7 separate regions of the Mus musculus genome follow, and all the other regions are linked to region 1. Evidence: chromatin contacts called from public HiChIP or PLAC-seq and promoter capture Hi-C data. All regions are on one chromosome and are shown on one strand. Each heading gives the region's core, a stretch centred on a gene start, on an enhancer-like site or on the middle of the called end of the contact. The rest is flanking DNA. Distances are from core to core; before and after follow the strand shown.

What was found. Promoter capture Hi-C pulls out the DNA fragments that hold promoters and counts their contacts. HiChIP or PLAC-seq counts read pairs in DNA pulled down with a chosen protein or histone mark. Capture Hi-C pulls out chosen DNA fragments and counts their contacts.
Region 2: a contact with region 1 is called in an HNF4G HiChIP or PLAC-seq map of pancreatic cancer cells. The contact joins the promoter of Vgf here to the promoter of Cux1 in region 1. A contact is called at or near these places in 2 of 115 datasets of contacts at active chromatin or transcription factors (embryonic stem cells and pancreatic cancer cells).
Region 3: a promoter capture Hi-C map of pre-B cells shows a contact between it and region 1. The contact joins the promoter of Orai2 here to the promoter of Cux1 in region 1. A contact is called at or near these places in 10 of 39 promoter capture datasets (the 3T3-L1 cell line, 3T3-L1-derived adipocytes, the SN4741 cell line and 6 more) and 3 of 115 datasets of contacts at active chromatin or transcription factors (the SCID.adh cell line, effector CD8 T cells and memory CD8 T cells).
Region 4: a promoter capture Hi-C map of pancreatic islet shows a contact between it and region 1. The contact joins the promoter of Fis1 here to the promoter of Cux1 in region 1. A contact is called at or near these places in 1 of 39 promoter capture datasets (pre-B cells), 1 of 484 Hi-C or Micro-C datasets (erythroblasts) and 1 of 9 other capture datasets (pancreatic islet).
Region 5: an H3K4me3 HiChIP or PLAC-seq map of bone marrow-derived macrophages shows a contact between it and region 1, with 4 times the contacts expected there. The contact joins the enhancer-like site here to the promoter of Cux1 in region 1. A contact is called at or near these places in 1 of 39 promoter capture datasets (the SN4741 cell line), 15 of 484 Hi-C or Micro-C datasets (B cells, CD8 T cells, the N1E-115 cell line and 11 more), 13 of 115 datasets of contacts at active chromatin or transcription factors (the 230-238 cell line, the SCID.adh cell line, astrocytes and 9 more) and 3 of 9 other capture datasets (adipose tissue, liver and pancreatic islet).
Region 6: a contact with region 1 is called in an H3K4me3 HiChIP or PLAC-seq map of embryonic stem cells, with 11 read pairs. The contact joins the promoter of 4933404O12Rik here to the promoter of Cux1 in region 1. A contact is called at or near these places in 3 of 115 datasets of contacts at active chromatin or transcription factors (embryonic stem cells and pancreatic cancer cells).
Region 7: an H3K4me3 HiChIP or PLAC-seq map of embryonic stem cells shows a contact between it and region 1, with 30 read pairs. The contact joins the promoter of Sh2b2 here to the promoter of Cux1 in region 1. A contact is called at or near these places in 23 of 39 promoter capture datasets (the 3T3-L1 cell line, 3T3-L1-derived adipocytes, the C10 cell line and 13 more), 2 of 15 datasets of contacts at CTCF or cohesin (the NIH/3T3 cell line and pro-B cells), 12 of 484 Hi-C or Micro-C datasets (B cells, CD4 T cells, the P5424 cell line and 7 more), 30 of 115 datasets of contacts at active chromatin or transcription factors (the 230-238 cell line, DN3 thymocytes, the SCID.adh cell line and 20 more) and 4 of 9 other capture datasets (adipose tissue, liver, macrophages and 1 more).

What each region holds. Positions count from the first base shown.
Region 1 is chr5:136,565,267-136,569,610 of GRCm38.p6, forward strand. It overlaps Cux1 (cut-like homeobox 1), which reads right to left and starts at 2,224. Exons shown (of 23, transcript NM_001291234.1): 1 at 1,912-2,224. The coding sequence starts at 1,974.
Region 2 is chr5:137,027,699-137,032,042 of GRCm38.p6, forward strand. It overlaps Vgf (VGF nerve growth factor inducible), which reads left to right and starts at 2,597. Exons shown (of 2, transcript NM_001039385.1): 1 at 2,597-2,763; 2 at 3,268-4,344. The coding sequence starts at 3,288.
Region 3 is chr5:136,168,481-136,172,824 of GRCm38.p6, forward strand. It overlaps Orai2 (ORAI calcium release-activated calcium modulator 2), which reads right to left and starts at 2,176. Exons shown (of 3, transcript NM_178751.3): 1 at 2,058-2,176.
Region 4 is chr5:136,959,966-136,964,309 of GRCm38.p6, forward strand. It overlaps Fis1 (fission, mitochondrial 1), which reads left to right and starts at 2,112. Exons shown (of 5, transcript NM_025562.3): 1 at 2,112-2,263; 2 at 3,034-3,166. The coding sequence starts at 2,219.
Region 5 is chr5:136,209,318-136,213,661 of GRCm38.p6, forward strand. It overlaps the pseudogene Gm5050. Among named protein-coding and RNA genes, the nearest start is that of Prkrip1, 13 kb to the left of the region's middle. Within about 2 kb of position 2,629, at least 39 of the 459 cell types and tissues checked have an H3K27ac peak or open chromatin away from gene starts, as enhancers often do. A contact at or near this core is called in bone marrow-derived macrophages, where this site is marked.
Region 6 is chr5:136,916,912-136,921,255 of GRCm38.p6, forward strand. 4933404O12Rik (RIKEN cDNA 4933404O12 gene) reads left to right here and starts at 2,235. Exons shown (of 4, transcript NR_015555.1): 1 at 2,235-2,520.
Region 7 is chr5:136,242,714-136,247,057 of GRCm38.p6, forward strand. It overlaps Sh2b2 (SH2B adaptor protein 2), which reads right to left and starts at 2,227. Exons shown (of 9, transcript NM_018825.4): 1 at 1,916-2,227. It overlaps Gm30408 (a long non-coding RNA gene), which reads left to right and starts at 2,722. Exons shown (of 4, transcript XR_868600.2): 1 at 2,722-2,904.

The DNA of each region.
Region 1 (4,344 bases), core at 974-3,473:
CACACACACACACACACACACAGAGGGCAAGGCTGCCTCTATGGACCACAAGACTGTCCCATCTCTCTGGTGTTCCCAGTGATCAAAGCTCTGAGGGCTCACTTGCCGCTCACCTTCAACTTGGCTCCGGCTACGCACAACATCCACCTGGCAGAATCCTGGGGCTGTCCAGGCGCCGCGAACGCGGAGCTAGCACTAGCAGGGAGGACCCCGAGGGCGAGCAGCTGGTTCCGATGAGGGGTGGCAGGCAGAATAGCATCCTCTGGGCACGCAGGCAGCTCCGCCGCGGATTGGGAAGCCCCGATACCATCCCCTCGAGGCGACGAGGAACCACAATCAGTCTCCTTACAGTCCAGCGGGGCCCCCGGGGCTTTGCTTTCGAGAACCGGGCTGGAGAAGGCAGCTCGGAGCGGACCTGACGCGCGCTCCATAACTCCTGGGGCCCCTTTGCAGAGAGGACAGAACACACCCCTCGCGAAAAAGAGTGAGGGGCTGGAGTGATGCAAGCTATCGGTCACCGAGGGGGGAGCCCTGGAAGTCCCTGAGACACGCAGCTAAGTCTGGCTGCACCGATCGGTGACCCCGGAGGAAAAGCGCTCCGAGACCGGGTCACGCAGCGGCCTGCGCTCGGTGGAAAGTTGCAGCCTTTCTCCCGCACCTTTTCCCTTCTCCCGGGCCGATCCCGCACTCTGCGCGACCCACCGGTGTCCCCCCGCAAGCCAAGTTTTTCCCTTCCAAAGCTTCCCCCACAACCCCTTCCCGGGGAAGTCCCCGGGCGCAAAAAAGGGGGACAGATCCAGCTCCGCAGTCACTTTCACGCAGAAGACACACAAAAGAGCGCGGGGCTTGCGGGTTGGCCCCGGGACGTAAACAAACGGGGTGGGGGAGGGACCCGCCACACCGGGTAGCCGGTGCCCTGGCCGGGGCGACACCGGTTGACAATCCCTTACGGGAGTAGTGGAAAGAGGAATGGTGGCAGCTGGGCCCAAGGGGAACGATCAAGGAGCAGCCAGGAGCTCCAAGCCACCCGCCGTCTTCACGACAAGGGGCCACCCGCCAGCCTGGCCGTCGCCGCCACCGCCGCCAGCCGCCGGTGGCCGATCTGACCCTCCCCCGGAGCCGGCGGCACCACAGCGCCACCAGCTCCAGCTCCGCCGCGCCGGCGGGGCAGTGGCGGCGGCGGCGGCGGCGGTCCGCGACTCTCTCCTCCAGGAGACAGAGGAAAGAGAGAGAGAGAGAGAGACAGGCGCTTCACCCCCCACCAGCAACTCCCCACAAACTTTCCCCGGGAATACGACGGGGCTGAGCCGGGGGGAAGGAAGGACGTGACTGGCGCGAGGGGGACTAGCGTCCCGCAGCTCCCCTTCTTTGCAGCCCTGCCACCCCTCCAGAGCCACCCCGTGGCGCGTCCCCCTCTTTAGCGCGCGCGAGTTCCCACTGAGCCCCCGTGGGGGGGGGGGACCGCCGCTCCCCCCTCCTCTCCACCAGGGTCCCGCGACAACGACAGCGCGCGGGGTAGGCGGCGGCGGCGGAGAGGACGATGAGGATGATGATGGCGATGATGGTGGGGAGGAAGACACCCTCCGGGGTTGAAGGGGGCAGACACCGGGGGGCAAAGATGTTGGTGGCGGCTGGCGGCTCCGGCGCCATCTTGGGCTGATCGATGAATTGAACAAAGAGGATCAATTTCTGATCAAGCCGAGTGATCAATGAGAGCCGGGGAGCCCGAGGGACTCGCCGCCGACTCGGCCCCGCTCTTCTCCCGGCACCCCCCTCCTGCTTTCCCCCGTCGCCTCAGCACCCCCGCCAGGGCCCTGGCAGCCCGGAGTGTCACCCTCCTTCCTGAGGGAGGCCGCGACCGCCCGCAGCCCTCACCCCCCGGGCGCGAGGCCGAGCGCCGAGAAGCCTGACCTGCAGCTGCTGTAAATCAAAGCGCTTCCAATATTGAAACATCGATCCCACATTGGCCGCCATCTTGAGACATATTGAGACGGAGTGAGAGGCTGATAGAGAGGGGGCTGGAGTTCAGGAGCCGCCAGGAGGCAGCAGGCGGGCGGGCGCCAAAACCCGGCCTGGAGCCGGCCGCCGCCTCAGCCACCGCGGACGCGGACTCCTTCCTCCTCACGGCGCCGCCGCCGCTGCCGCCGCCGCCGCCGCCACCGCCTCAGCCATGGAGTCCGAAGCCTGAGGGAAACGCGGCGGCGGCGGCGGCGGCAGCCTTGACGCGCGCGCGCCGCGCTCTCTCTCCACAGCCCGAGCGCGGGCATCCGGGGCCCTCGCGACCCCTCACCCTTTTTCCCGCGCGCCCCGCCACAAGCCCCCCTCCCAGGCCGCGCTGCGACCCTACGGCGGCCCGGCCTCGAGGGGGCGCTGCGGGGTCTCCTCCGGACCCCGCAGCTCACCTAAAGGGCGCCCTCCCTCCCCAACACCCCCGCCCCCGGGAAGGTCGCGGTCGCCGGTGGCCAGCGCTTTAGGATAAGGTGCCCCTCGCTCTGCGCGCCTGAGGACAGTGGGCTGCGCTGCGGCAGCGGGGCGCGGGCGCTGCGCTCTTTCGCACGGTGCGCGCGGTGGAGCGAGCGGAGCCCACCTGCACAGCCGGCGGTCGGGACCCCACCGGCCAGCCCGCGCGCCGGGGCTGCGGGTGACCTCACTCCGCTCCCCTATGCGCTCCAGCTGGGGGACCTCCAGACCACAGCGGTCGTGAACAGTGTTTCATATTCAAGGAAGTGCAATTGTGTCGTGGTAAAGGGGGCGGAGGGGGTTGACCACCAAGCCTTGGAGCCTGCGGCTGCTGCCGCCGCGACTCCCATTCACGTCCTACACATTCCGTTGCAATCCCCAACTTGCACCGGGACACATCAGCGAGTGGCGACGGCCTCCCCACCCTTCAGAGCCGCTCCAGCGTCCGCCAGGACTGGGGCAAGTCTTGGAGCACAACTCTGTCCCAACCATGCTTCTGCGACACAACCCCAGAAACTTCCTCTGGGGTTCACACAACTCCGCGCCTCCGTCTTTGCAGGCAGAAAGTTTGAGAGCGTGCAGTGCACTTGAAACTGAGCGCTCGTTCCTAAGTTTTGAAGAAGAAAAAAAAAAAAAAACAAAAACGCTCACATTTAAACCGGGAGTGGGGGGAAGGAAGTTCTCTTTACATTTCCTTCTAGACCCAAAGCACGCGTTTCAGGATCGTCATCTTTAATGGATTTATTCACACCAGAGAGTTTGCGTTTACAGTAGGAACACAGTGTTTTCACTTTGCTGCACTTCGGTGAACGTGTAATTAGTTAAGACAAATCCCTAAATTCCTTAATCTTGAAAATTATATGTAAATAACGTCTGTATGGAACACCAAACATGACAGTAGAAAATAATTGCTCTCTGAGCCAAGTTTGAGGGCTTAGCGTTATTCGGTTGCGGTGAGATCGATATTTTTGGAGAACGAGGTTGGAAATGAAAGTCCCCCCGAGATTTAAAGAATACAAGTGTTCCCGGGTCTTGCAACTGCACCCAAAAGCCTCTGTGTCCATGCAGCGGTCGGGACCGGGCTGCACTCCCAAGTCGCAGCCTTTGAGGGGCAGAAGCCACCCGAAGCAGGTGCGTGGGAGCGCGCGGGCGTCAGGAGGCGCAGAGCCAACCTCAAGTCTGGATGCCGTGACGCGGCGCCAGGCGGGACACTGCGGACCTCGGGTGACCGCGAGCTGCAAGGGAGTCAGGCGCCGGAGCCGGAACGCGCGGGCGCCCGTGCTGCAGCTCCATTCGCACCGCCCAGTAGAGGGCAGCGGCTCCCCGACACTCGGGTCCTCAGGGTACCCCCCCCCCCCACACACACACACACACACACACACACCACTGCCCCAATGCTCGTGCCCACCCCAGCTCCTCGTACTTGGCCACACCCTGACCGAGATCCAGGCGGGAAGCAATTCCTTTGCCACCTAAAGCTTCCTAGAGCTTACCCGTTTCTCCCTATCTTGCATTTTAAAGGCCATCTACGTTTGTGCGGTGGCCAGCAAGAACGGCAAAATTTGACCTAAAGGTGGCTAGACAAAATGGGCAGGAGCATTAAAACAAGCAAATTTCCTCTCGTGGGGAACGATCGGAGAAATGGTATGGATTTACCACAGATGTTCTCAATCTAATTATGCTGTCGATCCCCTGGGTTTGAACTTTAAAAACTGAAATATATATGACCTGTGTAATAGTGGGGAAAGACATCTGGTTGGAATTCAGAGTTCTGAATCCATGGCAATATTTTAGATATAAGTTTGACGGGTATTAAATACAATTGTTCCGTTTCTAGTTATGTTTATACTTTTGCATGTTAACCTGGCTGACATTGGGAGGCCC
Region 2 (4,344 bases), core at 1,347-3,846, 460 kb after region 1:
TAAAGGAGCTCTAGGAATTCACAAAGACACACACACACACACACACACACACACACACACACACACACACACACACACACACACTCAAAGCCAGGCACCAGATCTGAGTGCATACAAAGACCCCAAACATCACAGATGTGTCTACAATCCCAAGAGATTAGAATTTCACTGATGTGCCAACAGTCACACAAGTGGCAAACTGCAAGAGAAGTCTCTCCCTCCATTTAAACTGGGGCCATATCCACCCAGTCTTCACGTGCTTCTCCCTGTTTCTTCTCCTTTTCTTCTCTGCTTTAGGTCCTTTTAATCTCTGTCCAGAGAAGCACACACGCGTATATGCAACATGAGGGTGCTTGTGTATGCATGCAAGCACACAGGTATAGGGTTCCTTTAGTGTGTCCATCTCCTTTCCCTGGAACTCAAACTTAGATTCTCACTCCCATCAGGCAGTCCTTTTGTCGAGCTCTCTCCCCCTCCCTTCTCTCTCTAAAGGTTTCCCCTCCCCCTCTCTGAACCACCAGCTTTCTGATTCACCTTCCATAAGGAGGATAACGTGACCCCCCCCCCCCCAGCCCACGGCTCCAGGGAACCAGGCTGAGAAGATGAAGAAAGATGGGGAGGGAAAAGGGAAGGAGGGTCTAGCCACAGTTGTGTGTGGAGGGGTGTCAGATGCTGCTGTGCTGTTGTTTTTGTTGTTGTTGTTGTTGTTGGTGTGTCTTTAGGCACCCCTCCCTCCATTCTTTGGAATATCCACTGTCACCTTGGTTCTCAAGTTTGTTTATTTATTTTTCTTTCTCTCTCCTTTAGCCTGCTTCTTCAACCTGCTTCAGGTTCTTTTCCTTCCATCCCCCTGTCCCCATCTCTCTTCTCTTTCCTCTCTCACCCCACCTTTTCTCTGCAGAGCTGATGGGGTTTCTTCTGGGAAAGTCAAGCCACTGATGGAAGGGAGAAGCCACTGCTGGTTATAGAGAGAAAGCACGTGAGTGTGTGTGTGTGTGTGTGTGTGTGTGTGTGTGTGCCCGCGCGCGCGCCCTCGCGCGTGCACGAGCTAGGGGCTTAAAATGAGGGTCAGTAACAGGATGGTATGAGGGGGCTGACTCTGAAAGAGGTTCTGAGACCCTCCAGATGCCCTCCCCATTCTGGTTTCCAAAGTGTCAGGGTGCGGGGGGGCTTTGCGTGTGCCTATAAGCACCCCTGTGTCCGCAGTCCTTGTGTGTCTGGTGTGTGTCATTGTCCCCCCCCTTTCCCTGCCCACGCCCCCGCACTGCTCTCCGCCTGCACCGCAGCCCCCTCCAGCCTTCCTCCCTCCCCTTCATTCCTGCAGTAGCAGCTCCCGGGGCCACCTTTCCCTCTCCTCTACCCCCTCCCCATTTCCGTCCTCCCATCCCACCCCCGCCCACGTCTGGTCTCCCTTCACTGGACCCGGCTGGCTGATAGATTTTCTGCGCAATCTCTGCGTCATCGCCCCCCACTCCCGGAACCTCTAACTGTCCAAGCCCCCAGCCCCAACCCCTCTGGGCAGGAGATACGGTCGAAGGGTCTGATGGCTGAGAGGGTCCATCTCTGACGTTGCAATTCACCCCCCCCCCCCGGTCGCGTTCAGACCTCCCCTTTAAGCGGTAGAGAGAAATGGAGTTGAGTCACCCTCTCCACCTGCTCAACCCCCTCCCCACCTGGTCTGCTCTCGCCCTCCAAATGTCCTTGGGTGGGGGCTGTGGGGGAGAGGGAGACAGGCTGAAGGGTGTGGGAGAGTTGGATTAAAAGGGGGCACAACAGGAACCCCCTAACAGCCACAGCAGAGCCCGCTGGCCAGAAGGACAGACACACCTTTTTTTCCCCAACCCCTTCAGACACGAACTGGTTTGAACAGACACGACCCAAAGGCACACACATCGTCAATCTTTCCCTTTTCTCTCTCGACTAGGACCCTTTCCAAGGTGATTACCCAAACCGCAAGATCCACCCATCTGCGCTGACCCTGGGCGGGCATCCCGCACCGCAAATCCACCCCCTCCTCTCAGGTTCAAGTTGTCCTTGGGCGTGCTCCCTATAGACCATACTGTGGCGGAGTAGGGAGCCAGGCCCCTTCCCCTTTCAAACCCTTACCGTCCCCCCATCCAGTACTGATCTTTTACTGGCGCCCAATTAGATGCTGGCGGTGCCCTCTTCCTATTCTGCTCAGCAACGCAGGCTCCGCGCCGCAAGTGCTTTGTAACCCACCCTCCCGCCTTCTGGTTCCTCTGTACCCACCCTTCCATTCATTTTTACATTCATTCATTCATCCTTTTCTCCTCGTCCCTCCTTCATTCATTCATAGCCCCCTGCCCCGCCCGCCTCGACATTTCATTCATTCATTCATTCATTCATTTCCCGGAGCTCGGCTAGCGCACGCCCCTCTAGCCGAGGGCCCTACTGCGCAGGTGCAGGCCGGGAGCGACGCTTATCCTCCAATCATTGGACTTTCACCGTCCACCAGACACCCGCCCGCTTCCCCATGAATGAACATTGACGTCAATGGGGCGGGGCTATCCCACGTGACCCCGCGCGCTCCCCTTTATAAGGCAGAGGCGGCGCGGGCGCTGTCCAGCGTGCTGAAGCCGGAGCGAGAGCGCTGTTGCTGACCCAGCTGAGCCCAGCTTCTAGGACGCCAGCCCTCGACCATCGCTCATACTCCAGCCACGGAACAGAGCCAAGGCGGACCGGTCCCGACTTTCCCCCTGCCCCGACCCTCCTCTCCACCTCCCGCCGTCGTGACACCGGCTGGTAAATACTCCGCTGTCCATCCCTCCAACCCTCTTCACTCGTGGGCGTGAAGGGAGGATTTTCTTTCCATATGGGGTATTGAGAGCATAGCGGTGTGCCCCCGGGAAGGGTCTTTGGTAAAAGGGGAGTCTCTGCTTTTTTGTCGCTGATGAAGTCACCCACGCACCATCCGGGGAGTCCTGTGGGGAGGGAACAGATCCCCCCTCCCGCTTATCATTGCTGCTTAGTACGCGGGCGCTGGCTGAGAGATGACTTAGGGAAGGGGGCGACAGGAGGTACTGGGTACCCAGAAGGAGGATTGCGGGCGTTCTCTGCCCATTTGCACGACCCCAGAGATCGCCACATCTTTCTTGTTCTCTGCTAAACGTTTCTTTTCGGGTAAGGTTAGAGAAATGAGGGAAACCCCGGATTTCCTGCTTAAAGGTGGGGGGAGGGAAAGCAGAAATAGAAAGCGGGGAGTTCTTATAGAAATCCTCTATTTCTTTGATTTCTTCTATTTTTCAGTCTCTGGCAGCCCGTTGGTCATGAAAACCTTCACGTTGCCGGCATCCGTCCTCTTCTGCTTCCTTCTACTGATCCAGGGGTTGGGAGCAGCGCCCCCCGGGCGCCCCGATGTTTTTCCTCCTCCCCTCAGCTCTGAGCATAATGGGCAGGTAGCTGAGGACGCAGTGTCCCGGCCAAAGGATGACGGCGTACCAGAGGTCCGAGCTGCTCGGAATCCCGAGCCTCAGGACCAGGGAGAGCTCTTCCAGGGCGTGGATCCCCGGGCGCTGGCCTCGGTACTGTTGCAGGCACTGGACCGTCCGGCCTCGCCCCCGTCGGTCCCGGGAGGTTCCCAGCAGGGAACACCCGAAGAAGCAGCAGAAGCTCTGCTGACCGAGTCCGTGCGCAGTCAGACCCATAGCCTCCCGGCACCAGAAATCCAAGCGCCCGCTGTGGCCCCCCCTCGCCCTCAGACTCAGGACCGCGATCCCGAGGAGGACGACCGCTCAGAAGAGCTGGAGGCGCTAGCATCCTTGCTCCAAGAACTTCGAGATTTCAGTCCGAGCAATGCTAAGCGCCAACAAGAGACGGCGGCAGCAGAGACTGAAACCCGCACGCACACGCTGACCCGAGTCAATCTGGAGAGCCCCGGGCCAGAGCGCGTGTGGCGCGCTTCCTGGGGAGAGTTCCAGGCGCGCGTTCCGGAGCGCGCTCCTCTTCCGCCCCCGGTCCCTTCCCAATTCCAGGCTCGAATGTCCGAAAGCGCTCCCCTTCCCGAAACTCATCAGTTCGGGGAAGGAGTGTCCTCCCCTAAAACACATTTAGGTGAGACTTTGACACCCTTATCCAAGGCGTATCAAAGTCTAGGTGGCCCCTTCCCTAAGGTGCGCCGGCTCGAGGGCTCATTCCTGGGCGGCTCCGAGGCAGGAGAGCGCCTGCTTCAGCAAGGATTAGCTCAGGTAGAGGCAGGGAGGAGACAGGCGGAGGCCACCCGGCAGGCCGCGGCGCAAGAAGAGCGGCTGGCCGATCTCGCCTCCGACCTGCTGCTCCAGTATCTGTTGCAGGGCGGAGCCCGGCAGCGCGATCTCGGGGGTCGCG
Region 3 (4,344 bases), core at 926-3,425, 400 kb before region 1:
GAAGACAAAGAGATAGAAGACTCTGGGGGGCTGGGACAGCAGCACAGAGCTAAATAGTAAGGCTATGCTGGACTTTCTTGGACTTTCTCCAGCAGTGCCAGGGCACAGGGGCATGATGGGAGACTGCAACTGGAAGTCAGATATTGCCAAGTCTCTTGGGGATAGACTACCTTTCATCTAGAGAGATGGCTTGTGTGGGGGGGGGGGCGGGGGGCTCAGTGGTTAGACCACTAGCTGCTCTTCCAGAGGACCCAGGTTCCATTCCCAGCAACCACATGGTAGCAAACGACTGTCTGTGACTCCAGACCCAGGGGATCAAAGGAAGGAAAGGATTCATGATGTGAAGAAGATGGATTTTCTGGGGGACCGCAATGAGGCAAGCCCCTGCGTTCCAGTCCGAGTGTGCAGCTGAGTGAGGATATGCAAATAGCTCCGAGTGGTTAGGGTGGGTGTGGAGAGCTGTCTGCCTCCCGCTCAATCGTGTTGGGCCTGCAGGTCCTATAAGGAGATGAGACACCCTTCCCCTGTATTAGTCCAGGAGGCTCAAATTCATTCTCTTTCCTTTTCTTTCTTTCTTTCCTTTCTTCTTTATTTCTTATCTCTTTCTTTTTACTTTTCTTTCTTTTTTTTTTCATTTTTCCGAGCTCTGCCTGTCCTAGAACTTGTTCTGTGACCAGAGTGATCCCAAACTCAGAGATCCATCCATCCATCCACACTACCTACAAGTTGTCATTACCACCCAGCTCCTTCCTTCCTTCCTTCCTTCCTTCCTTCCTTCCTTCCTTCTATTTTAGTTGTTTGGTTTTGTTTTTTTGAGACAGGGTTTCTCTGTGTAGCCCTGGCTGTTCTGGAACTCACTTTGTAGACCAGGCTGGCCTCGAACTCAGAAATCTGCCTGCCTCTGCCTCCCAAGTGCTGGGATTAAAGGTGTGCGCCACCACGCCCGGCCCTTCCTTCTATTTTAGATAGGGCCTTATGTAGGCCAGGTCAGCCTCCAACCAAAAATATAACCAAGCATAGCTTTGAACTCTGGATGCTGCAAGGGCTGAGATCACACACCTGCTTTGCATGGTGCTGGGGTTAGAACCCAGGGTTCCTGCACGCTAGGCAGATTTTCTAGGGGTTCCATCCACAGCTCCCGCTGATCCCCTTTCTATTTTTGGGTTTGTTTTGAGACAGGGTCTTGCTGTGTAGCCCAGGGTGGCTTGGAACTTGGGACTGTCTCACCTAATCTCCTGCGTGCCAGGATGGCAGGCATCACCAGCTTCTGTCACAAGTCCATTCCTTATACTCAGAGGGCCTATCTTGGTCCAACCCTTGCCCCATGGGGAGAAGCAGAGTCTGGCCTACAAATTCCAAGCTCAGGCCAGAGGGGGCGGTGAGACAAGATGGAGCCCATAAGTCTGTCAGATAGCACCCACCAACTCTAAGATTGCTAGGCAGACTGAACCTTTTTTTTAAAAAAAAAATTATTATTATTATTAAAATGAGGAGCAGCAGAAAGATTAGGTCTGACAAAAAAAATTAAAAAAAAAAAAAAAAAGCCAACCCACGGCAAGGCTGTTAGACGAGCATTTCTCTTGCCAGGTTTGTTTGAAACTGTCTCAGGCAGCAGGTTATGGAGTCTGCCTGTTTTAACTTCCTCTAAACATCTGGGGCACGGGAACTGTGTCTTGTCACCCACGCGCCTGAGAGGTGGCAGTGGCCTGCCAAAAGCAGCCACCTGCATCCCTGTCCTATACTCTAGGGAAGTCCCTGCGACTGCAGGACCCGAGAATCAGCTGGCAGCCCCGCGCGATCCAAGTCTTCTGACACTGCACTCTACCAAGGAAGTCAAGGGATTGGGGTCACCAGGCCATCCCTCTGCCTCTCATCAGCCTGTCCCTTCCTCTCCACGCCATGCCTGCCCAGGGAGAAGCTCCATCTCCTCCTGTCCAGTGTCCCTGATCCAATTTCCCCGCGCCCCTTAGCTAGGAGGGGACCCTCTCCTGTTCCCCTTCAGACACCCCCCCCCCCCAGACAAGGATGGACGGGCCCACCCGCGGCCGAGCACTCACCCTGACTGTCCAGCCCTCAGCGCGCTTGGCTCCAGCTCACGGCTCCGGCTCGTGGCTAGCGTCTGTGTCGCGGCCGGGTGGCCCGGCGGCCGGGCCAGGGCGGAGGACCGGCCCCCTCCCTCTTTCCGCCCGCAGCCGCTGCCTAGGCAACACTGCGCCGCCGTCACGTGACCCATCCGTGGGGCCCTGCCGCGGACCACGTGACCTGAATAGCTGGTTGGGGACCGACCCCTCCTACAAGATCTAGGGGTCTTCACTTCACAAAGTGCTATCATCCTCGTGGGACCCAGGTGGGTGGGTCCAGGCGTGGGAGAGCGCTGCTCCTAGCGAGTGACACTAGGGGATACCCAGCATCTGTCGTGGGCAGCATAGAGAGGTGGGGACAGGGTGTGAGTGTTGCAGAGTGGGTAGAGGCGTGCAAGAAAGGCTCAGCCTGGCTATATCCTGGTTTTCTCAGCTTGTGCAGTGACACCATTCTACTGTGGTCACGCAGGTAGGTGGCTCTTGGTTCCAGCAAGGCTGTGAGAACCAAACAATGCAAGGGACATGTTCTCATTGCTGAGCTCTGGGCACCTCATGGATGGCAGAGAAGGGTCGTTTGGACGCTGCGGCGAGGCATGCCCTGGCGAACACTGAGGTTTTACAACTGAGAAACTCAAACAGGAACGGCTCTGCAGGAAGTATACACTAAGTATACGCTCAGCGCCCCAGTGGGTGCCTCGTGGCCCCTCAGAGTGCTCCCTATTTGCCCGGTACGCTTCTGCTTGCACGCTCTATATAGGATTTTTCCATCTGTCGCAAAAGCATCAGACTGTGACACATTAACCCAAAGGAAGGAAAAATTCCACTCGTATCCAAATTTCCTGACAACTGGGAGTGTATAGATGTGACTGTTAGCAGTTTCCGCTTGGGTTGCCAAGTCAATTCACTTAGGATAGGTGAAAGCAACTCCTCCCTCCTGGCGCTGACCCCTCCTGACAGCGTGGGCCATCATAAGGCTCCACGTGTGCCTACATAAGAGGGTCTGAACCTGCGGGAGCCACGCACTCTCAAGGCAACTGCCTGGCGCCTGCAGAGCTGAAGTTTGAGTAAACGAAAACAGGAAGGAGACACTTGGTAAACTCCAGCCATTGCATCATGGATGACACTCTTTCAACAAGGGGTTTTTGCTTCTTGCGGTTATTAGGAAGCTTAGCTTTGGAGTAGGACTTTCCAGCGCCAGGCACTGAGGTTCCTCCACCGCCAGCACAATTATCTGGCATGCCTGGGCAAAAATGAAATGCCAACTGTAATTACCAGTCTGCCTAGGAGCCGCTTTGCTAACCAAACACAGGCAACAGCCCTTACTGTTGTTTGACTCACTTCCTCCTTAGAAGGGAGGAAGCCATGGTATCTGTCCTGTTGGAAGGAGGGTCGGAGGTTGGAGGATCCACAACCCCTGCCCCCTCTTAGGATCCCAGGGAGCTGACTAGGGGTTACCCAGAAGGTTCAGGTCCAGAGCAGTCTCTCCTGAGGGCACTGCATTGCTGTCTGGGCTGTCTGCCTGAAGTTGGTTGGTCTTGGCAAGTTACTTCCTTTACTTAAAAAAAAAAAAAATTAACTACATTTTATTTATTTAGTGGGGTGGTGGTGTGCACCACAATACATGTGTGGAGGTCAGAGGACAACTTGTGGCAGTTGGTTCTCTCCTACCAAGTGGCTGGAACTCAGCCTGTCAGGCTTGGCAGTGAGCGCTTTTTAGCTACTGAGCCATCTTGCTGGTCGGTTTTTTGATTTTCCTAGAAGCTCGAGGAGCCTGTCCTTGAACATCAGTTCTTGAATACACATAATGAATGTGCATAGCCTACTCACACAGGAGCCTCGTTCCTTGCTTTTCTATGACACCCAAACCTTACTATCTAGCACGCTCTCACAGTTTGTGTGGTCAGCTTGTCCAGCCCACTGGCTCCTCACTCTGTCCCCTTAGCTATTCATGCATGGCCTACCTAGTACGTTCCTCTACCACAGTCCACTGTAAAAACTGAATACCAAATACCCTGACACATTGCTCAGACTTCTGTAGTGTAACAAAACACCTGAAGCTACATTATAAAGACACACAGTTTATTTTGGCTTCCATTTATGGAAGCAAAGGTTTAGTAGTACGGTGAGAGCCCCCCTCCCCTGACTCCCTTACGCGGTGGGGGTGGGGGTGTACCCATTTCACTGTGGTCTCTCTCTTCCTTATAAAGCCAACAGGATTCAGTGATGGCAGCCCCACCCTAGTGACCTAATCACTTTCCAAAGT
Region 4 (4,344 bases), core at 862-3,361, 390 kb after region 1:
CTCTTCTGGAGTGTCTGAAGACACGTACAGTGTACTTACATATAATAAATAAATTAAAAATTAAAAAAAAAAAAAACAGGGATCCTGGGGACCGTGGGTCAGAGGCCAAATTTTATATATCTGTCACTTTGCCACAATGTTTGCGGTTTTGTTTGCTTTTCATTTTTAAAAAGATCTACTTTGTATGTACAAATGTATGTGCTTCTGTGTACATGTCAGGTGCCCACAGAGGCCAAAGGCACCCGATCCCCAACACTGGAGTTCTGGGAGGTGGTGAACCACCTGACAGAACTGGGAACTGAGCCCAGGGCTTCTGGAAGGGCAAACAAACAAACAAGCAAAGAGTTGCCAGGATCATGATGTCTCTCCGTGGTAATAGAAACCCTAAAACACCATGTCAGGTAGCTCATGACTACCTGTAACTCCAGCTCCAGGGCGGGGGTGGGGTGGGGTGGGGGGATCCAACACGCTCTTCTGAGGTCTAAGGTGTATCATCTTAAGGGATCAGGGTTTTTGTTGGTTCATTTGTTTGTTTATTTATTTTTAAAGATTTGTTTATTTATTTTATGCATGTAAGTATAAGTATACTGTCACTGTCTTCAGACTCACCAGAAGAGGGCATCGGATCCCATTACAGATGGTTGTGAGCCACCATGTGGTTGCTGGGAATTGAACTCAGGACCCCTGTAAGAGCAGTCAATGCTCTTAACCGCTGAGCCATCTCTCCAGCCCAAAATACAGCATCTTATGTGCTATTTGTAGGGGGAGAATGGCCCAAAGTAGCTAAATTAGACAACGTTGGCAACGAGAACACAGGATACCTCAGACATACACGTCTATCTAAGGACGAATAGCCATAGGCCAGGAAGAGAGTAGGATCCCGACAAACTGCAACCCTCACTCCTGTGAGGCCCAGGCCCCAGCCTCAGACCTTGCCAAGTCTGCCTGTGGACAGTGACACAGAGCTGACATTCCTTTTGCCCTTTCACCCAGGCCTCTGAGAAAGCCTTGGATTGTCTGGCTCCCAAGAAGAGTTCCTACCCCAGGCTGGACTCCAACTTGCTAAGCCAAGGATGATCTTAAACTTCCTCCTCTTCCTGCCTCCACCTCCCAAGCGCTAGGATGAAAGCCTGCATGACCATTCCCCCTCCCCACATTAGATGCATAAGGATAGGAGTTTTCTTTTTCTCAGTGCCAATCCCTGTACTTAAATAGTGACCGACACTTAGGAAATGCTCAATCAAAAATGAATGAATCAACCAATAAGCAACGGCAGGGCTAGAAGATAGATGTTCTGAATAGCAAAGACGGCAGGCACATGCAGAGTGCCTGTGATTACTGGAGGTTTCAGAATCATAGGGCAAGGGACAGCGAGTGTGCTGGCTAGTCCTCTGTCAGCTTGACACCCAAACTAGAGCTCTCTCAAAGGAGGGCCCCTCAATTGAGAAAAATGCCTCCATGAGATCTGGCTCCAAGGCATTTACATAACTGGGGGAGGACCCAGTCCATTGTGGGTGGTACCATCCCTGGGCTAATGGTCCTGGGTTCTATAAGAGAGCAGGCTGAGCTGGGTGGTGGTGTGTGCCTTTAATCCCAGCAATCAGGAGGCAGAGGCAGGCGGATCATGTGACCCAAGTTTTCCCCTTATAGCTGGAACCCAGGCAGTTGTGAGCTATGTGGGGTCTGGCAACAGAACATGAGAGCCATCCATGGGCCTTTAACCCTGGACTGTGTTTCCTGGGTTTTCTTCAGAATCCTATTAAGAATGGCTGTCCACTATGGTCATGTGACCCAAGTTTTCGGAGGGGGGAGGTGGGGGAGTGCGTGGAGCATGGAGAGGGTATAGCTACCAATTCCTCTTGCTTTATGAGAGACTGAGCATCTCTTTGTGAGAGACTACACTGAGACCCTCCGGCCCCTGGTACTCATTAGGATTTTATTGCAAACATTGAAGATAATCCAGGGTCCTAGAGTGAGGGGTTCTTACACTGGTTCCTAGGATAATGTGATGCAGGGAGGATCTAGGACATCAGGGGAGTCCAAAGAGAGCAAAGTATCCCAGCGTAGGCACTAGTGCCCCCGCCCGCCCCAAGGCAAAGGAGGAAGGGGCGGGGCCTCCACAGGTCGATGCCGGAAGTGCCTCTCCGCCCCTGCTACTGGACCATGGAGACTGTGGCCCAGTAGAGACCTTAGTGTGAGGCTTTCAGGGGCGGCGGCCATGGAGGCCGTGCTGAACGAGCTGGTGTCTGTGGAGGATCTGAAGGTAAGGTCTGGGACGGAGGAAGGAGAAGGGCAGAATTGGAAAGGGCAGTTCCTGAGGAGAGCTGACTGAGGCTAACCAGTGCCGGTTTCGTCTTTCTTGGCAAGCTGAACTACGGCTCCCAGCAGCCTCTGCGGCATCCTGCTTCTTGTGGGAATCGGCTTCGTGTCCCTAGGCCTGACGGGAATTGTAGCTTCCCGGGTTTCAGCAACTCAGACCTAGGCCTGGGGTCTTAGTGTGATGCAGAGCTGGGAATTTGGGGTACTCGTGTGCAGGGATGGAGTAGTATAGTCACTGGTGTAAATTTTCGCTAGTGTTTAGTTCCTCACGGTGCTATTTTCACCGCATCCTTGTAGCTGTGTTTTCTTTCCTCTCCTAGAATTAAAGTAAGGCAGATCCAGGCCCAAAAGAGTAGGGTGGGACGGGACCAGCGGCCTCAAGGGAAAGGCCATGTAGGAGGTCGTTTAGCTCTGGGACAGTATGTTTACTCTTCAGACACTTGGGGTCAGCTGGTTTGGGAGCAGTGCCTCCAGCTGCCACCAGGTGGCATCTCCTCTTGGTACCACTAGGGGCTGGGTTCACGGACCTTCCGAAGGGGAGGACACAGCATGGGACCCAGGGGTGGAGATGACAGAAGCTTCGGGGTACCAAGATCTACAAGGGAAAGGCGGCAGGGAGGAAAATATGATCTAACTGGGATTCAGACATCAAGTTAGCTGGAGAATGATTGCTGCTCTTTGTTGCTAAATGGTCACTCTTCTCTCTAATGACAGAATTTTGAAAGGAAATTTCAGTCTGAGCAGGCAGCTGGTTCTGTGTCCAAGAGCACGCAATTTGAATATGCCTGGTGCCTGGTTCGAAGCAAATACAATGAGGACATCCGCAGAGGCATCGTGCTGCTGGAGGGTAAGGCGCTGGGCCCCACTTTCCAGCCGCCAGCCAGCCTGACCTCTACTGTGCTTGACCTCACCCCTCCAGGACCCTTTCCAACACAGAACCCTCACCTTACAGCACATTTGTCATTCAGTAACCACCAGTAACTTCACTTGGAGAAAGGGCTAGATTGATTCTCTACGTCCCCAGCATCTGAACAGTCATTCAGATGGAAAATGCTGTAGGAAAAAATGCTCTCAGGCTGGGGAGACTCAGTGCATCCTGTCCAGGCATGAAGACCTGGGTTCAAATCCCCAGCACCCACAGCAGCAGCTGAGTGTGGCCATCCGAGTCTGTATAGAGAGTAAGCTGGAATCAGCTAGAGATGGCTTGTTGCCATCTTAGCCCAGGTTCAGTTGGAGACCCTTTCTTTAGGGGATGCTGTGGAGTGTGAAAGCACTGGCCGTCCTCTGACCTCCATGCTTCCATGTGCACACACACAGTGTACACAAAACACTTCTGGTATAGTTACTAATTGCCGTTAATATAGTGTTTACGTTGTATTGGATAACAGTCATTTGGAAAATTCTAGAGATTTAGAATATCTGAGGGGCTAGTGGTATCAAGGCTGTGTGACCCCAGCACTACAAAGGTGAAGACACAGGAACATAGTTCAGTAGTCGAACATTGACTGTGGAGATAGAGGCAGGAAGGTCAGAAGTTCAAGGCCAGAGTCAGCACATCCTGACCAAATTTGAGGTCAGCCTGGGCTACATGAGCTCCCTGACTCAAAGAACACTGCATCTTTGGGGACTATAGGTGCATTCTATGCAAACACCGTTTAATTTTATAGACGGGCCTGCCGTCTGTGCACTTTGAAGTCTGGGGGCTGTGTTGGCATAGTCCCAGAGGCTGTCAAGGGACGACGCTGGGAACAGAAGACTGCTGTATCATTAGTCAGTTGACTTTGACACAGGACCTCTAACCTGTGCGTCCTGCTTCAGCTACCTCAGTGCTGCGAGTTCAGGGGTGCCGCCAGCTCTGGGGTCTCTAAAAGCAAATACTGTCCCCCTACTTTGATCAGTTTGGACTTTTAGGTTTCTTTTACAGTAGAGCACAGCAGTGGGAGTGGTGTCAGCATTTGAGTCCTGTTTGGAGACACAGTGCAGACCCTGAGGAGACTGTAGCACTGCACAGCTATTTAGTGCCGA
Region 5 (4,344 bases), core at 1,379-3,878, 360 kb before region 1:
ACATGTTGACATGACTTAGGCCTCTAATCCCAGTAATGAAGAGGCAGAGGCAGGCAGATCTCTGTGAGTTCAAGGCCAGCCTGGTCTACAGAGCAAGTTCCAGGACAACTAAGGGGACATAGTGAGACCTTGTCTTTAAAAAGCAAAAACAAAACAAAAAGAAGACCTACAGCATACCCCCCCCCCAAACAACCAAATACCTAGCCTAGTACCTCAGCTGTTAGCATAATGGTTTAGTATGCCTAGGGTCCTAGGTTCATCCCCCAGGCATGGTAGCACGCAGCTGTGATCCAAGCATTTAGGATGTGTAGGCAAAGGATGGGTAGTTTAAGGTCCATATGCTACATGAGGGCAGCCGATATGGTACCCTAGATCAGTGGTTCTCAACCTTCTTAATGCTGACACCCTTTAACACAGTTCCTCATGCTGTGGTGACCCCAACCATAAAATCATTTCATTGCTGCTTCATAACTGCAATTTTGCCGCTGTTATGACTCGTATATATCTTTGTTTTCCTATGGTCGTAGGTGACCCCTGTGAAAAAGCCATGCAATCCCCAAAGGGGTTGTGACCCACAAATTGACAATTACTGCACTATATCAAAAAGAAAGAGAGAGGGAATGGTGGGTACAGGCAGGAGGGAGGAAACTTCATGGTTCATAGTTGGGGAGTTGAGAGGTCTAGAGACATCTGATGATGGCCTTCATGTTGACGGTGCCCCAGGGCAGACACCATGTCACAACAGATGGGGAATTTGTGTCCTCCGTCATTTTGTATTTAATGTAGCTCAGGCTGGTCTGGAACCCATGACCCTGTTGCCCCAGCCTCCTAAGTGCTAGGGTTACATAGGTGCACCACCACACCCAACCCTCAGATGCACTTGAGACTCAGAGTCAGCCAAGAGTGTCCAGCAAAACCCACAGATTTGGCTGATGGTGAAATAAACAGCTCTTTTTAGATTCAGGCTGTTTGTTATTTACATAAGGGCAGAAGGAAGATCTGCAGCAGGACCGGTCAGGAGGAAGATGGAGAACTGGGGGTGGGGGTAGCCACAGCAGTAACCCAGCACTGGGGAGGTAGAGGCAGAAGCATTTGAAGTTCGAGGTCATCCTCACACACATAGTGAGTTCAAGATCAACTTAGGCTACAGGAGGCCCTGCCTCAGAATGAGAGAGAGGAATGGGACCCTGCCTCTTCTCAGCTTTCCTGGAAGAGAGGAGGATGCTCAGAGGTTTTCTGCTCTCCAGAAAAGCCAGAGCACTCTGCCTAGCCTCAGGTCTCCATGATTAACGTCCACCTGCAAGGGCAGTGCAGAGACTTGTATGCTGGGCAGGGTGCATGGGGAACCGTTTCCCTTTCAGGGGTGAAGACTTTACACTTCCCCTCTTTCCCAGCATCTCCACCGACTGCAGCAGGGGCAGGAGGGAAGTTGCAGGAGGAGGTGTAAGATGGAACCTTCCTTGGCCCCTCACATACTAGAGCTGACTCCCTCACTTGCCAGGAGTTTCCCTATCCTTCAGGGATGCCATACTAGATCTCTCTGAGGAACTTCTCGTGATGGGACCCAGTGGGAATCCTCAGGATGGCCGTTTCAGTGCAGCTCTTTGTATCCTGAATTCACAGGTGACCTTAGCTTTTTTTTTTTTTTAATTTTGTAATTATATTTAGGTACAGAAAACTTAAGTGTATATTTAACCCAACTTAGTGGCAAGTTCTTTAACCTTTGCTTTTTCCAGCTTGGCAATGCGAGCCACAGACTTAGGACCCAGGACGTTGCCTTCCCAGTGGCGATGGATCTCGTCATATCTGTCATTATAATTGGTCCTAATAGCTTCCACCAGCTTAGCCAGAGCACCTTTGTCTTCCGAGTTAACCTGTGTGAAGGCAACAGTGGTGCATGTCTTCCTGTGGACTAGGTGCCCCAGACTGGCCTTTCCCTTGATGATGCAGTAGGGCACCTCCATCTTTCGACACGGGGCAGGTAGGAAAACCACCAGCTCAATGGGGTCTACATCATGGGCAGTCACCACCAGCTGAGCCTTCTTGTTCTCTACCAAGGTGGTGACTGTATTGACTCCTGCTCGGAGGACAGGTGGTCTCTTAGTTGGGATGTCGCCTTTGCATCAGCTTTCTTCTCAGCACGGGCCAGTAGCCTTTGCTTCTTCTCTTGCTTTGTCTCTGGCCTGTGCTTGTGGGCAAGCTTAAGCAGCTGAGTAGCTGTCTGCCTGTCCAGCACCTGGGTGAACTGGTTAATGGCAGGTGGGACTTTGAGCCGCTTGTAGAGGATGGCTCTTTGCTGCTGCAGCCTGATGTAGCGGGGCCATTTGACGAAGCGTGTTAGATCTCTTTTGGGCTGGATGTCCTGTCCAATGCTGAAGTTCTTGAGCCTCTTCTCGAACAGAGGGTTGACCACCTTCTTGGCTTCCTGCTTCTTGACGATGGCGGGGGCCGGGGCCACCCTTGGCCTTCTTCCCTTTGGGCATCTTGCTCGGCTGCTGGAGAGAGAGGACCTTAGCTTTTTCAGACTGAAGACATATAGCAGTCTTCTTCCTTGACTGCAAGAGTGTGGCTAGCTCTCCATCACAGTGCAGAAGCTCTGCTTGCCACATGGAAGTAGTTCAGCCTAACCACAGCCCTCCTTCCTCTTCTCCAGTGTTCATCAGTTGTGTGGTAATGGAGACGGAGCCCAATGCCTTGTACTTGATAGGCAAGGGCTCTTAAAGCTGAGCTATATCCCAGCCCCTCCCCGGGGGATTCTAGACAGGGGCTCTACCACTGAGCCACACCCCAGCCCCTCACTGAGGGATTCTAGGCAGGGGCTCTACCACTGAGCCACGCCCCCAGCTCCTCACTGGGGGATTCTAGGCAGGGGCTCTACCACTGAGCCACGCCCCCAGCCCCTCACTGAGGGATTCTAGGCAGGGGCTCTACCACTGAGCCACACCCCCAGCCCTCACTGGGGGATTCTAGGCAGGTGCTATACTGTTGAGCCTAGCCTTTGCCTTTTTTCACTCTTTTATGTACTTGAAGCAAACTGTGTGGATGCTAGGATACCAGACCAGCCTGGTTCCTTTCTTGGTAAGCCCTGTGCTTGTTGACTTGGCTCTGGAACTTCTCGTTATAAAGTATTTCCCTCTATTTCCCTACCTGCCTGCTCTGAGACAAGATCTTGATGTATATCTTAAGTTAGCCTGGAACTTGAGCCTTCTGAAGGCTGAATGAGCCAGTGTGTGCATTTTCCACCATCTTCTCGATTGCAAAATAGTTGATGAAAAATAGTTATTGTCTTCCTTATCTTTGTTCTTAGCTAGCTTTTTGGTTTTTTGCTTGAGAGAGGTTTTTCTCAAGTCCAGGCTGGCCTCAAATTCCCTGTGTAACTGGATGACCTTGAACTTCTCTCAACTACCTCTAAGTGCTGGGATTTCCTGCCTCTAAGTGCTGGGATTTCCTGCCTCAGCCTTCCCAAAGTAGCTGGGGCTGCAGTACGTATGAATGGTTCCTAGGTTCCTTCGTCACAAAAAACTGTGCAGTAGGGACCACAGAGTTGGCTCAGGGCTATGATCTCTTGCAGCTCCTGCATGAGAATCTGAGTTCAGATCCTCCCGTCCACGTCCGATGACTCAGAAATTCCTGTAACTCTAGCTCCAAGGGATCTGTCGTGTCATTCTCTTCTGGCCTCTGTTGTCATCTGCAGACACTTTTGGACACTGACATACGCACACCGATCCACGTATACACACACACACATAAATTAAATGAAATCATAAAAAAAGAACCTGTAGCCCGGTGTGGTGGCGCACGCCTTTAGTCCCAGCAGTAACAAGGTAGAGGCAGGTAGATCTCTATGGGCTTAAGGCTGGCCTGGTCTACAGAGTGAGTTCCAGGTCACCAGGGCTACTCAGAGAAACTGTTTTTGAAAAACAGAAAGAGAAAGAGAGAGATTTTATTATAATAATATGCTATATTCTATTTTATTATTAATTACTGTTAATCTCTCATTGTGCGTGATTAAAGTTTTATTATGTTTAATTTACTTACTCTGTGTGTGTGTGTGTGTGTGTGTGTGCGCAGGAGAGGGGTGCCCTTGTGCCACAGGAAATCTGTGGAGGACACAAGACAATAGGAGTCAGTCCTCCCCTTCCATTATGTAGGTCCCAGGGTTAGAACTCAGGTCAACAGATTTGGCACCAAGCACCTTTACCCATTGAACCATGTCATCAGCCCTCATTGCTCATGATTTATAAGTTGAATTTTATCCTACGTGAAAGTGTATAGGAAATACATGCTATATCCAGGGTTTCACACATCTACCAGAGGTCTAGGCACATGTCCTCAGAGACAAAA
Region 6 (4,344 bases), core at 985-3,484, 350 kb after region 1:
GTCTGGACAACTTAGTGAGATAGTGTCTCAAAAATAAGGCTAACAATGTAGCTCAGTATAGAGTGCTTGCCTAGAATCCTCCAGTGTGGGGATAGGGACAAATGGTTCGGCTGTAAAGTGCTTGCCTAACATGAAGGAGGTCCTGAATTCAACAGCTAGACAGACAGACAGACACACACACACTAAATGAGGGAAGGCATTCTTGCCTTTAATATGAAGAATAATCTGTGGTTTTGATGTGTCTTTGCTGTATCAGTGAAATACTCTCCATGTGTTAAGATGGGAGTCATTTTTCCTGCTGCAGGTACAGCCAACTGCTCCCACTGCAAAAGGAAAAGCCGCTGGCTGAACTGAAAAACACCCCTTCTCCATTCTGCTCTGTCTCAGTTCATTCCAATTCAAGCTTTTGGATTTATTTGTTTATCAAGTCCTGTGTAGCCCAAGCTGATCTCAAATTCCCTATGTATCAGAGGATAACCTCTTGCGCGCACCCGTCTTACCAGCAAGAACGACGCTGCAACAGGATCCTTCTGCCCACGTTTATTGGGAGAGCTTGATTGCAGAGGCAAAAAGATCCCAAGCCCAGAACTGGTGCTGCTTATATAGGCCTAGGAGAGGCGTGTCTCACACCCGGATTGGTTGTGCTTGGGTTATGTTTACCACCTCATTTGCATGCCTACATCTGATTGGTTAACCTCTCTCATCTGATTGGTTAATTTTGGTTAATTCTCAAAACCTCATCTTGGCAAAAGAACTTTACTGCCTATGTATGCATGGTGGCCAGCGGAAGCCAGCGCCACCCTGCAACGGCACATGTGGCTTCCCACAATAACCTTGAATCCCTGATCCTTCTGCCTTCACTCTCACAGGCCGCCATTACCCATGCCCAGTTTATGTGATGCTACAGATGGGAGCCAGATGGGCTTCCTGTTAGCCAGGTGTCTACCCACAGAGCTGCAGGCCTCTCTGTTGCTCTTTATACAGCCTTTGAAAGCATGCCTCTTGTTTCCAAAGCCTCAGTGTGGCCCAGGTCCACTTCAGGATTCCAGATACTCAGCCTGTGAAAATCAAAATGAGCTCCGTCTTCTACATCTATAGTCTTATCAGAGTTTTGGTCAGATTATAGAACAAAGGCCATCGTTATCCAAACCCTCTGGTCAGGTGGTTGGCACTGTCTCTTGGGATCCCAGTCTCCTTAGTTACCGTCTCTCAGTGTGTAGCAAGAGAAAGATTCATACCCAGGCCTTTCATTCCTATTGTGTCCTGGAGTGAACATTTAGTTTGAAGGTTAACTCAGAACAAGCCGTTAGTAGTTTTCAAGATTTCTTCCTACCGTATAGGTTATTGTCTTAGTTATGGTTTTACTGCTGTGAACAGACACCATGACCAAGGCAAGTCTTATAAAAACATTTAATTGGGGCTGGCTTACAGGTTCAGAGGTTCAGTCCATTATCAAGGTGGGAGCATGGCAGTATCCAGGCAGGCATGGTGCAGGAGGAGCTGAGAGTTCTATGTCTTCATCCAAAGGCGGCTAGTGGAAGACTGACTCCTAGGCAACTAGGGTGAGAATCTTAAACTCACACCCACAGAGGCACACCTACTCCAACCAGGTCACACCTCCAAATGGTGCCACTCCCTGGCCCAAGAATATACAAACCATCACATTTATGAAGTATGTATTAATCGTAATAGCCACAGGTTCCTTTGGTCTACTTTTGTGTACAACAAACCTTAAAGGAAGATGGCTGAAGACAGGCTAGCCAGGTACAAGCTCCACTTAGGATATGCAGTGTCTGAAACGGCTCCGAGGGTAAATATAAAAAAGGGACTTTCTAAATACTATTTAAGTACTTATAAGGCAAATACTGTGTTTGAATTCTCCTTAAAGGCGTGGCTAGTAATCAATGGACTACGTTTCCCATAGCTCCTGTGGCAGCTTCTCTGCATTTCCTAGAAGGCTGTTCGCCCTTTGCTCTGGCCCTGATCATCCGTGGGAAGAAAAAATGGCAATGTATTCGTCAGCATTGTTTAAGTCAAATATCGTCTTTTGTCCTTTATCGTTCCCCTAATCTGGCTTCTGCTCCTTCGCTCGCTGGCTTGCAGAGCCCAAATAATCTGAGAATAGTCTCTGTGGCAACTACAACGGTTTCTAGGGCTACTCGGAGAAGCAGGAGGCTGTCCATGCCGAAGCATTCTGGGAGTTGTAGTTCTGGTTCCTTTCCAGGCAACGGCTTGTCTTGCTCTGCCTCCTCCCACACCAGAAGTGAGCATCAGGTGGTGGCGAGCGCGTAGACAGGGTGAAAGGTGTGAGGGTTAGCGACAGATCTGCGTATTCACCTTGCTGGTCACCGGCCACCACCACCTCGGCGCCAATGAATTTTCTGTCGCGAGCCCCGCTAACGGCTTGCCGCTGAAAACTCTGGGAAATGTAGTTAGGCGCGAGCAAGCTGTCGTTAGTTGCAGGTCTGAGGCGGGAACCGGGGCTCCTCATGTGTTCGCGGCTCGGTTCAGCCTTCCACGGTGAGGATTTTCAGCCGGGAAATCAGGACAAGACCTGGGACTGGATGCGCGGGAAGCCCAGCCCTGAGCCGGGGGGTGGGGGTGGGTGGGGGCGCAGGCCACCTCTCCAGTCCTGAAACCCCCCCCCCCCCCCCCCCGGTGATGTGACTCTGGGTTAACCGTCTAGTTCCTTCACGTTGTCCGGAATAGCAGAATGGATCCTGGTGATCGGAGCAATTAGGTGCTGTCCATGGGCTGGGGAGATGACACAGGGGTAAGAGAGCTTTTGCAACCTTGAGAAACCGCTCGAATCCCCAGCAGGGAGACAGGGACACAACCAACATGTGGGATCAGAGACCCTAGCCGCCAGCCTAGTCTACCTTCAAGTTCAGAGACGGACCCTGGCTCTGGGGAATGAAGCTGGGAGTAATAACTTCCTGTGGCCCCTGCAGTTGCACACGAGCTCTCAAGCATATGTCAGCATGCATACACCACACACAATAAGTAGTGATGGGTGCTGCCACAGCCACAGCCCTCCACTATTAAAGAAGAGGGAGCTGGGGTTAGAGTCGATAAGGTACCCCTCATCCATGGTCTAGCTGGGGCCGACAGACACAGATCTGCAGTACCTAGCAGTGTTTGCCCTCGGAAGCTTCACTGCTTCCTAAGAGCAAACGCGTTGATACTCCAGTAAATGACAAGGCTGGCGGGTGCTTTTGTTTGATTGGTTGGTTTTTGTTTTGTTTTGGGGGGATTTTGTTGTTTTCTGTTTTGTTTGTTTTTAGTCTGATGTTTGTTTTGGTTGTTGCCGTATGTATTTAGGGGGAGGGCATGTAGTGGTCAGAAAACTTTCTGGGTTCAGAAATTGATCCTTTCCTTTTGCCACGTGGGTCTGGGGGATTGCACTCATGTGATGCAGTGAGTGATCACATTTACCTGCTGAGCTATCTCACCACCTATCTTGGTTTTGTTTGAAATAAGGTCTGTATATGTAACCCTAGGCTGGCTTGGAACTTATAGTCATCCTCCTGCCTCAGCTTCCCCCAGTCCTGGGATTACAGACTTTAGGGAAATCATGATTAAAAATAAATAAATAGCCAGGCTGGTTGCACATGCGTGCGATTCCAGTGCTCACAAGGTAGAGACGGGGAAGTCAAGACTAATTTGAGGCTAGCCTGATCTACATAACAAGATGCAGACCAGGCAGGGCTACATAGTGAAACCTTGTCCCCTTCCATCACTAAAAAAAAAAAGAAGAGTGGGAGAGTGAAAGGACCAGCCATGTAAAGGTGCTTACCACCGAGCCGGACAGCCTGACGTCAGAGTCAATCCCCAGCACCCACACACGGAACAAAGCAAGGTACAGTGGGCCACACTTGTCACCCCCACGTCCTGCTGGGGAAGTTGGCTGGCCAACCGCCCCAGTCAAATGAGGGATCATGAATTAGGATATCAAGAGACCAGGTCTCACAAAACAAAGTGGACAGTGACTTTGGAAGGTCACCTAAGGTTGGTTGACCTCTGGCCACCACATGCACCTGCGCAAATATAAACACCAGCCTTCGTTTGTACATGGGTCCTGAGTCTCCCAACTCAGCCCACACCCAAACCAAATGCGCTTCCTTTACATGTATGCAGATGGCATTTCCTTTAAAGCGCTCTGGTTTTTCAAGCTATAATATTAAATTTTGAATAATTTTAATTTAGATTACGTCTGGGAGATAAAATTTGGAAGGATTTTTCCTTTATATCCTCCCCTCCCCTTTCAGTGTAGGAATTGAATCCAGGGACTTTCACATACAAAGCAAGTGTTCTACTAAACCTACTGGAGCCCTGTCTTTAATA
Region 7 (4,344 bases), core at 977-3,476, 320 kb before region 1:
TGTAGTCCTTACCGAGACTAAGGGAGATGGGTTCAAGAAAGCAGTAGCTGGCAAACTCTGGCTCTGTGGCCCTGCCCCATGAAACCCACCCTGCCTCAGGCTGGTGAAGCAGCCTACTTAGCAGGGGAAGGCGCTCACCATCTCACCTTGTGAGCTCACCCCTGGAGCCCCACATAAAGGTGGAAAGAGAGACCGAAAAGTCCACAGATCTTTGCATGTGCTCGGAGGCATATGTGCCCACACACATCACACACACACCACTCCCACCACCACCACCAACAGGAATAAATATAATTTAAGAATCAATTAAATATGTATAGCATTGGAAATGTAAATGAGCTAAATACCTAATAAAAAATGGAAAAAAAAAGAATCAATTAAATACAGGCAGAAATCTCTCTCACTTCAAGCCTGGTCTACATAGAGAGTTTCAGGCCATAGTGAGACTGTCTCAAACAACAACAACTAAGCAAACAAAACCATGATGCCTCACACTAGCCGAATGGGATTTTGAAAGATTTTTTCCCCCCCAGACATCTTGGAAATCAAAAGATATATATTGAAGGTGATACAGTGTAGCGGTTTCAGATTCCCCGTTCCTTACAGCCTCCTGGGGGAACCACTTATCTGGGGGGTGACTGCCCAAGTAGGAAGGGTGCTCCCCAAGAGGAGCAATTCCATCAGATCCCCTGGCAGAAACACTTATTTGGCACACGAGGTAATTCAGCTCAGGGGGCAGACAGAGATCAGGTTGATGAGATGGCTCAGTGGTAACAAGACGTGCGCCAAGCCTGATGACCTGAGTTCGGTCCCCAGAACCCATGTAAAGAAAGAACTGACTCTCGAAAGTTGTCCTCACACACTCACACACACACACACACACACACACACACACACACACACACTCATAAATAAACAAGCAAAAATTTTTAAAAATTCCACAAAGGGGCAGAGATGAAGCTCAACACTGGTCTGACAGCCCCACCCCCTACATCACCTCTGGTGAACTAGACTCTGGTTTACCCACGTTCACAGCCTCTTTGGGGGATACCCTGCGACTGTCCGATCACTGCAGACTTCTGACCTCAAAGACTCCACTGAGGGACTCTATGCGAGGGTGGAAGGGTAGGAAAGCCCTGGCGCGTCCCAGCCTCTGCCTGGCTCCGGCCCGCAGCCCTGGCGCGTTTCCTACACGCGCAGCTCACAGGTTCATCAATGGCCTAGGCCGAAGGGGCTGAATGGAGGGCACTAACCCGCCCCTTCTTAAAGGCGCCGGCCTGTCACCCTCGGCGATCCTCCTCTCAAACCCGGGGCTGCTCCGGAGCTCCAGAGTGGGCGGGTCACGAATAGTGGCCGTGGGAAAGAGGGCCTGGGCCGGAAAGAGAGTGTCCCCACGGGGTCACTGTGGCCCAGCGAGACCCCAGCGTGTAGCCATCACCCTCATGCTGTGTTGACCCACCTCCTCCCAGACCCTGGAAGAGACCTGAACGTCCCCTCCCCCCAGCATCGGATCCCTTCCTGTAGAGGACCAGCTGCGCTCGCCCCTCCAACCAGCCAGGGTCTGATGAGGGGAAAGGGGCTCAGCTGCTCCAGAGGTGGCTTCTTTCTCCCACCTCAGCTTCCCGTTACTCTCCACTTCTCCTGGGCAGTGGGTCTAGGATCCGATCCCAGAGGGGTTCATCCCCCTCTGTCGCGCGTCCTCCTCCCTCCCACCGGTGCACACAAAGACACGCTCGGACCCGGGCGCGTGCGACCGCGCTTCCCGGGGAGGCGGTGAGCACACACCACACACCTCATCACACACACACACACACACACACACACACACACACACACACACACCCTCGGGGACAGCTGGGCACCGGGTAGAGTAAAGGACCGTGGGGACAGGGAGCTGAGAACAAGCAGGCCGTACCTACAGGCGCGCAGCTTCGGCCGCGCGGGCTGGGGCGCCGGAGGAGCGCTGCCCGGACCGCGGCTGGGATCCCCGGACCCGGTGGCGCATGGCCCTCCGGGCCGTAGCTCCGCCCTTGGTGGCCGGTGGCGGCGGCAGCGGGGGTGGCTCCCGCTTCCCTGGCCTGCAGCTTGCGAGGCGGTCTTGGCGGTCCTGGTGCGGCCCCCTTGAGGTTCTCTCCCTCTTCAGGCTCCCGAGCTCCGCGCGCTCCGATCCCAGACTCGCGCGCCGCGCGCCCCTGGCCCTCCTCCTTGCCTGAGCAGCGCGCGCCTCTGGGCCCCGCCCCACCACTAGCCCCGCCCCAACACGCCCCCCCGCTTCAGGCCCCTCCTTTGCCGCACCCCCCGCCCACGCGGCGCGAGCCACTAGCCACGCTCCCAAGTCCTTCCCCAACCCCCAACCCCGGCTCTCTCTCCGGAGCCCCAGTGGCGCCGGCTAACCGCTCTGTCTTCCTCCGGACAGTGGCTGAGCAGAAAGACCCGGGTGCCCAGGTCTCGTTGCCAGTCGAAGGAATCCCTCTCGTGTGGGAGCGTCTCCCGAAGCCCAGGGTGGTGGCCCCCAAGGGCAGGATTGGAGGATGTTCTACGTGATGGGTCACCCCGGGCGTGGACACCCTATAAATGTCTCTGGGTTACTGAGAGTCAGACAGGGGCGGGCGCTGTAGGCCGACCCTCCGCCAGAGGACAATGGAAGCCTCGAGGAGGTCCAGATGTCGCAACCAAGGAAATGTCTGTCTGGTTCTCAACATCCAGGAGCCCAGAGCCACGCCCCCTGTCTTCCTCCTGCCCTCGGGGTGCGGGAAACCGCCCAGGATTTCGGATCTGGGGAAGAGCTCCTACACACAGGTCCTCCCCACTCAGCTTTACTCTGGTCCCACCAGGAGAGGTGTCTGAGGTCGTCCAGGATTCTGCGAAGTCCTCACTCTGGGTTGGCGACAGAACCAGAACTAGGTATTGCCTGGCCTGACTTCTCTGGTGGCGCTCTAGGGCATCCCGAGGGGTAAAGAGACCAGAGGAGATGGAATAACCTGGTGACTAGAGGCGCGGGGAGGAGTCAGATGGGGTTGACACATGCCCATAATCCCAACGCGCTTCGGACGGAGGAGGGAAGCAATAGTTTGAGACCAGCCTAGGGTACATACTGTCTCAAAAAGCCAAAAAACGAAAAAAACGACAAAACCCCACAGGTGTGTGAGGGGATGCTCAGAGGTGAGGCCTGTGGCTTCTGCAGTGGATATGGTCCCTTGGGCCTGCTCTCCTCTCCTCCTTGCTCCCCATTTCAGGGAGACTTCTGTCTGTGTTGACCTCAGGCTGTGATCTGCCTGGAGTGCCTCCATCTGCTGCCCTCCTCCCACACGGGGTGGCCTCTGACCTTTGTAAAGTCCTTTCACTCACAGGAAATCAGATTCACTGATTATTTTCCAGGAAGCAGCAGGGGTGGCATGGGGCTGGGGGAACTGGGCTGACATTGGAGAGATGGGGTGTGCTGAGCACATGGGAACTTGCTGGGGGCCACCGAAACCAGCCAGACCTCTGTTGAGGCCTGCCTGGGTACCTGTTTCTTCTCAGCCACACAGGGACCAGCAGCTGCCCTGTCTCTAGACCTGGCCAGCAAACACTTAATGAAAGTTTAGGCTGGAATCCAGCCATTGATTGAACTCATGTGGCTGTGAACCAGGAGGTTCCCAGTCAGGAAGGGTAGTATAGGGGTGAGAGAGAAACTGAACCCCTGGGTGGTCTGGCTATAGAACCCACTGTCCCCACTGCTTAGGGAGATGGGATGCTGGGGACATGAAAGAGGACTTACCTGGATCTAAGTTGTGGCTTAAATTCAATGGTGAGCTGTCAGTGACTGGCGAGGATTCTGGGATGGGAAACCCAGAATAAGACAATGGTTCTGATCTCTCAGAGGAGGAAGTGAGGAGTGAGTCTAACCCACATGAGGAACTGACAGGACACATAGAAGGAGGGTGGCAGTGATTGGCTGAGAGCAGCTGTCATGGAGATTGGAATGAGGTTTAAGGGTGACAGGTGCATCCGGGCTCCCTGAGGATAGAAGACTTTGGGGCCTTGGAGGAAAATCAGCTAGGACAGATGATAAGGGGTGCTTTTATGGTGGGCTCTGAAGGAGGGGCCTCCCTGGATGCAGAGATCAGAGAAAGCTTGGAATTAAACCTGACATGGACATAGCCCAGTGAGTCTTTTTTTAAAAAAATATATTTTATGTATATTAGTACCTTGCACACAAGATGGAATCAGACAGGTGTCAACTACTGTGTGGGTGCTGGGAATTGAACTCAGGACCTTCAGAAGAGCAGTGAGTGCTCTTAACCACTGAGCCATCTCTCCAGAACTCCCCTCCCGGCCTTTCTTTTTCAAAGACAGGATTTT